Linked DNA regions of Triticum aestivum: region 1 is linked to region 2. A link is a contact called in public Hi-C data. All regions are on one chromosome and are shown on one strand. The core of a region is the stretch at or near the end of the contact, and the rest is flanking DNA. Distances in the headings are between cores, read along the strand shown. Region 1 has its middle 81 kb from the start of LOC123089213. Region 2 has its middle 86 kb from the start of LOC123093244.

Evidence for each region. A called contact is a pair of places that touch in the nucleus more often than the background predicts.
Region 1: a Hi-C map of leaf shows a contact between it and region 2, with 4 times the contacts expected there. The contact joins two enhancer-like sites. A contact is called at or near these places in 2 of 5 Hi-C or Micro-C datasets (leaf and an unstated tissue).

The regions. Positions count from the first base shown.
Region 1 is chr4B:560,664,089-560,667,299 of IWGSC CS RefSeq v2.1, reverse strand. No RefSeq gene overlaps it. Among protein-coding and RNA genes, the nearest start is that of LOC123089213, 81 kb to the left of the region's middle. Within about 2 kb of position 1,724, at least 4 of the 8 cell types and tissues checked have an H3K27ac peak or open chromatin away from gene starts, as enhancers often do.
Region 2 is chr4B:560,458,010-560,461,236 of IWGSC CS RefSeq v2.1, reverse strand. No RefSeq gene overlaps it. Among protein-coding and RNA genes, the nearest start is that of LOC123093244, 86 kb to the left of the region's middle. Within about 2 kb of position 1,461, at least 1 of the 8 cell types and tissues checked has an H3K27ac peak or open chromatin away from gene starts, as enhancers often do.

The DNA of each region.
Region 1 (3,211 bases), core at 475-2,974, 210 kb before region 2:
GTTCAAGATATTCAAATAATGTTCTCATTTTCAAAAGTTTTTCACCATTTAAAAAAATTGTGTTTAAAAAGATCCTGTTTTCCATATTAGTTCACAATTTCAATAAATGTTCAGGAATTTCAAAAAAAATGTTCAGAATTTCAAAAGTTGTTCTCATTTTCAAAATATGTTCGCAATTTCAAAGAATATTCGTGTTTGAAAAATGTTCTTATTTTGGAAATTTGCACACATATTCAGAAAAATGTTCGTGTTTTAAAAAATGTTCCGGAATTTCAAAAAATGTTCTCATTTTCAGGAAAATACACAATTTCTGAACAGTGTTGATGTTTCAAAAAATGTTCACAATTTCAACATATTGTTCGCAATTTCAAAAAATATCCCCATGTTTTTTCTCATTTCCTAAAAACATACGAATACAAATTTTAGTTGTATTTTAAGAGAATATTTGTGTTTTTTTAATTTAGAAAATGCTTTTGTTTTCAATTTTTGTGGAAATTTTAATTTCTGATCTCAGAAAATATTTAGCAATTTCCAAGAAAAGGGGGAAATATAAAGAAAAACACATTTTCGAAAACTGTTTGTAATATCAAAAATAATTGCTGCATGCCAAAACAGTTCGCAACTGTGAAGGAATGTTATCCAAATCTCAACCTTGTTGTGTATTCTTGTATATTTGTGCGCCTTTGTGTATTGCAGCCACTGTCTGGCGTAGTGGCTAAAGGCTCGCAGTTATGACTCTGCTGTGTGCGAGGTTGCAGGGTCGATTTTTTGCTATCGCATGATAGGAAACAACGAACGGGTGCGTTGGTGGGCCGACCCAGTCGCGCGTCCACCCTGTGCGTCGAGCTTCTGTATGACGCAGAATGCGTCGTATAGGAGGCCCCGGGCAGGTCAACCCCTATTGTTCTTGTTTGTTTTGCAGCTATTTTTTGCTATCGCGTGATAGGAAACTACGAACGGGCGCGTTGGTGGGCCGGCCCAGTCATGTGTCCACCCTGTGCGTCGAGCTTCTGTATGATGTAGAATGCGTCGTATAGGAGGTCCCGGGCTCCCCTATGTCTCCCTTATTGCAAGACCTAGGGAACCCTCTCGTCAAGGTAGCTTGAGATGGGCTGGCCCAGGTGCGCTGGAGGCCACAGCCTAGTTTTCTTTTCTGTTTTTTTCACGTTTTTTATTTTATAGTTCCTTTTTTACTTTTGTTCACACTTCCAAAAACTATAAACATATATTACAAAAATATACTTTACAAAATGTTTGGAAAATGTTAATCATGCCTGTAACAAAATGTTAAATGTGTATAGAAAAAAATCTTGAGCATGTATAAAAAAACACAAGGAGTGTGGAAAAAGTTGCTCGTGTATTTGAAAAATGTTAAATGTGTACAGAAAAAATGTTGACCATGTATTCATAAATGTTAAACTTGTGCTTAAAAATGTAAAATGTGTATAGAAAACCCAATGAAAGAACAAAAACAAAAACAAAACCCAAAAAATGTAGTGGAAAACCGCCTCATTCTGAATCAAGTAGGTCGTGCCCTTCTACTTAAGCACGAACCCGACGCGAGCCGAGTGGCTAGTAGCGTTGCCCATCATCCAGGAGATTGGGATCGATCCCTGTGCACTCCTCCTTTTCATCCCTATTTATAATGTAGACGCTTAAGGCGAGAGCTTCCTCCATCTCGCGCTAAGCGAGATATAGTCGTCGCGTATGGTGCAGGTGAGCAGGTCATGGCTCCTCCCCCCTCGGCTGCCAAAGGGCCTGGTGCGGGCCGCTTCAAGGCTGCCTTCCTTCGTGCTTGCCAGCCCACTTGCTGTTGCAGCAGCGAAGAAGGCAGGCGCAGGAGCAGACAAGATTTTCGTGCTATTGCTAGTACTCCTCTTTGCATGGGAACAGTAGCGTCTGGTAGGCTCGCCGTGCTAGACGAGAGCCTATACGCTATACAGATCGGCGTATGAGCGCAGGAGGGCACGGCCCCGACCCCACCTCGAGCCGTGCGAAACTATCAGGTACATCCACTACATGGTTTTCATTAACATTATCGGTGGCGTTGCGTACGGCACACAGAAACGGAAATGCCTACATCGATAGATTCAGATTTATATTAGTCTACTATAAGAAAACTGTTTATGGTCAGTCAGCAAAACGCATAGATAGATAGTGTACTAATAAAGTTACAGCGGCAGATTGACCAAGTCTTCTTAACCCAATCGTTGTTGCTGGCGCGCATCGATCCAAATTAGCTTACGGAGAACGGAGACTGCATCCGTGATTACCCGGGAATTAAGGGGAATAGACTCTGCCACCTTTTGTATCCCGCAAGCATCGCATGCAGTGCAGGACCACCTGACCTGGCTGAATGGCACGAGATTCTGAAAACAAAACGGTTGTTTTCGACTCTTTGCACCGCCATGTCGCTTTGTTACTACTCACATCACATGCCAAGAAAGATTAACCTGTTGATTATAGATGAGTAGCACTACTAATGCAATGGAGTAGTAGTACTATAGCTAGCTAGCTAGGGCTGGAAATGTGGAGAGTGTAGATAGATAGAGGAGGGTAGACATGCGCGCGTGATGATGATGTAATAGTTCAAGTCTCGAGGCAATCGATGGATCGGGCATCTCTCTCTCTTTCGCTTTCTCGTGTGTGTCCTACGCAAGCTAAACTAGAAGCTAGCTAGCGAGCTATAGCCTCTCTTGCTGCTTTTTTAACGGGCAAGCTTGTTGATTCCTACTCCCTTCTTCCGAAAAGAATTGTAATCAAAATGAATAAAAAAAGATGAATCTAGAATTAAAATACATCTATATACATCCCGTCTTATCTAGTTTGATGACAAGTATTTCCGGGCGAATGGAGTACTTGATTGACAGCAATTGTATACGAACAACCGGTCCTAAACTACCATTTTCATTTCCGAGTGGGTGATTCCCGCTTATCCAATCACAAAGGAACATGGAAGGTTAGGTCGCTACACGCCGCAAGTGGTTTCGCTTAACCACTACGTACTCGAGTTTCGTTTTGTTTATCTCGCGGAGTGTGCAAGTAGGGGTAGTTTATTGATCGCTAGGTATCATGGAGCCTGAACTGATTCGTGAACGCATTGTTGGATCCGAGAAGTTATTCTCGGGTCCGATCCCCCATCCGTTCGAAGCCGAGACCCCAGATCCAAATCCAAATCCAAATCGGACCCCAGAAATATGTACGTGCTCGT
Region 2 (3,227 bases), core at 212-2,711:
GCGTTTTTTCGCCCGCATTCGTTTTTGTCTGCGCGCACAAAAAACATGGCTCAAGGCGGCGACACAAACTGATAGATGTTCGTTTTCATGTTCGCCTCAACCCATTTTTAACCTAAATTTGAGTCATGTTTACGTTCGTGCGGACACGCCTTGGATACCCGCGGCGCCCTCCCATCTGTCTGTGGCACACAACCTCCACTTCTGCCTTTTCTCTCCCAAAACCCTTCCATCCTAGAGCGCGTCCCCGCCCTCGTCCCCATCGCGGCCACTAGCGTTGTAGCCCCGAAGAAGCTGAAGAAAGAGGTTACCCCAGAGCAGAGAGTGCGGAGACCTTGAAGCAAGCCAACCGGAGAAGGAAGGATATGTCAAAAGAAGAAACCGCCGCCATCGCCGCCGCTCAGGCAAGGGTCACTGCTGCAGACACCGAGGTTATCGCTGGCAAAGCCAGCGAAATCGCCCCCCACTTACTAGGGATTGATTAGGCCCTTCTCATAGCCCCCACCGCAACGGCCAACACGGGCTCATCAGCGGCCCGCCCGCCCAAGCTTCTGGAGTCGCCTTCGGGAGCCCGCACGGGCTCATCAGCGTGATCATCTTATATTTGTTTGTTTTTCATGAACTATGAGGCCGGAGCACAAGCGGGGCTCGTCGATTCTTTTGGTGCAATGTTGTATGACGGCTCCTATGATACTAGGCAATTATTTTACTAAATATATTTGCTATGTTTTATTGAATTATGCCAAATCTTGATTATTAAAAAAAAAACCCTGATAGAGTTGACCAACCCTTGCGTGTTGCGGCTAGGGAAGGGCAGACAATGGGGTTGGATTGGACGCCTGCCCGTTTGGACGTTTGGTCATCCAAACTGATAAAATCGAGCAAATCTTCTGTCCGGTTGGGTCGGACCGTTGGAGTTGCCCTTACCACCTCCTCTATCTAGCAGCTACATCAACTGCTTAATCCTTCTTACCATGTGGCATTACTCGAAGAACAAAAAGATCCATTGAGTCTGAAAGTAACCGTTTTGTTTGTTTTGCCAATCTCATCACAGGTTGTCCTCCACGCGAGCACAGGGTTATGCTTGCGCGACAGAAAAGGTGGCAGAGTCTATTCCCTTAATTCTCGGGTAATCTTGGATCCAGTCTCTGTTCTCCGCAAGCTAACTTTGATCTATGCGCGCTAGCAACAGCTATTTGGGTTAACATAACTCTGAATCTATCGATCTAGTGTCAAAAACGTTCTTATATTGGACGGAGGTTGTAATGAAAATTGTTTTTCTAGTAGGAAATATAATGAAAACTAGATGGCTCGAGATGGGATCGCGGCCGTCCCCAATAACCTGACAATTTTGCATGGCTCAAGATTTTTTTTGAGATATTCGCATGGCTCGAGATGGGATCACGGCCATGTCCTCTCGGCTCAAAGGTCGATCTGTAGCTTTCTACTACAGGAGCTCCTATTCGGCGCTTCATGCGCCAGGGAAGCTCCCTGGCGCCCACGCGCCGATGCTGGTGGCTCGGCCCATGTAGATGTGAGCGCATTCTGTTTCCCCCTGGTTCGGTCGACTGCACTTGGAAAAAAAAATCCGAAAAAATTCGCAAAAAATGGAAGAGCTTGTGAATTCAAATGTTCATGGATTTTGAAAAATTGTTCATGAATTTTGCAAAAATGTTCATGAACTTAAAAAAAGTTTAAAGATTCAAAAAAGACATCAAATTTGAAAAAAAATCATTGATTTTTTTTAAAAACATTGAATTAATAAAAAGTTCACCAATATGAAAAAACATCGATTTCAAAAATATTTCATTTGAAAGAAAAATCATTGAATTGAAAAAAAGTTCATCGAACTTAAAAAAATGTTCATCAAAATTTAAAAAAAAGTTCATTGATTTTGTAAATAGTTCATCAAAATTGATTTTTCTATCTAATTCAAAAAAAGTTCACGAGTTTTAAAAACTGGCACATTTCAAAAAAGAAAAAAAAAGAAGCAAACAATAAAAAGAAAAAAAGAAAAAGAAGAAACCGAACCGAAGAACGAAATAAAAGAAAGAAACGAAGTAACTCTGCACACATGAGGTGCCCCGGTGGTTACTGCGCTTACTTTCATAAGACGAGGTTGCGAGCTCGATCCACGTTAGCCGTACCTTTTTCCAAATAAAAGTTAACAAACGAGAAAAAAGGAAAATGGGCTGGCCCAGATCGTCGTGGGGTGTGCGACCGTTTGTAATTTTCAAAGAAACGGGTACCTGAAGTATCGAATAGGAAATGCCTTCTTCTATACAGCGAGCCAATGCGCAAATACCCACCTGTACAGGTTTCTTGGCGAAATATGCTACTGCCTGGCCGAGGGTCATGCATGAATGCAACAAATATTTGTGTAGACCAACTATTTAATTGTTACCCTCCACAACGGTCACTTCTTTGGCACGAACGCGCCCCCCGCGCACGAATGCCGCCACCTCTCACACAACTAGCGCGCCACACGGGAGCATGCATTTTCTATTTTTGCCTGCGTTTATGGATTTCATTTCTTTTTTTTTTGCTCTTTTTTTCTTGTTTTTTCTCTTGGTTTTAGTGGACAAAACAACATGTGCTTCTGCGAGAAGCAGAGTTATGCCTCCCTAGAAAGGAAAAAGCACAACATGTATCTCGACGAGTTGTGCTTCTTATGAAAGTACAACCTTGCTTCGCGCGGAAGCAGCAAGGGAGTTGTGCTTTTCTCGAAAAACATAGCCAGTGCTTCTACATGCTTCCTAAAAGGGAAAAAACACAACCCATGCTTACAAGAAAAAAAAATGAAAAGCGCAGTTCTGCTTTTGGGTTTCTATTTTTTCTTTCGGTTTAATTCTTTTTCCTTTTTTTATTTATGGTTTTATTCAACATTTCTATTTTTTTGGAAAAAGATTTATCAAAGCATATTAACATGGTTTCTAATTAAGAAGATCTCGACGTGAGAAATCCAAGTGTGAAAACGATTAGAGATTTGAATGCACGATTTAGGAGATAAATTGTTAAAAAAATCTACGAAAAAAGTTAAAACTCTCAAGTTGAGACAAGTGGCACACATGCAGTGGGCACTTATTAGCATCATACAAGATTAGTGAGCTTTGCACGGGGTAACCTTTAAATAGTAACTTTTGATATTTGTTGTCCCAAGTCTATGTGCCGCTTAATGCGAGTTGTAAGTCCAGGTCGTTCTACAACGTGGTTCCAAATGGGCCCTCCCA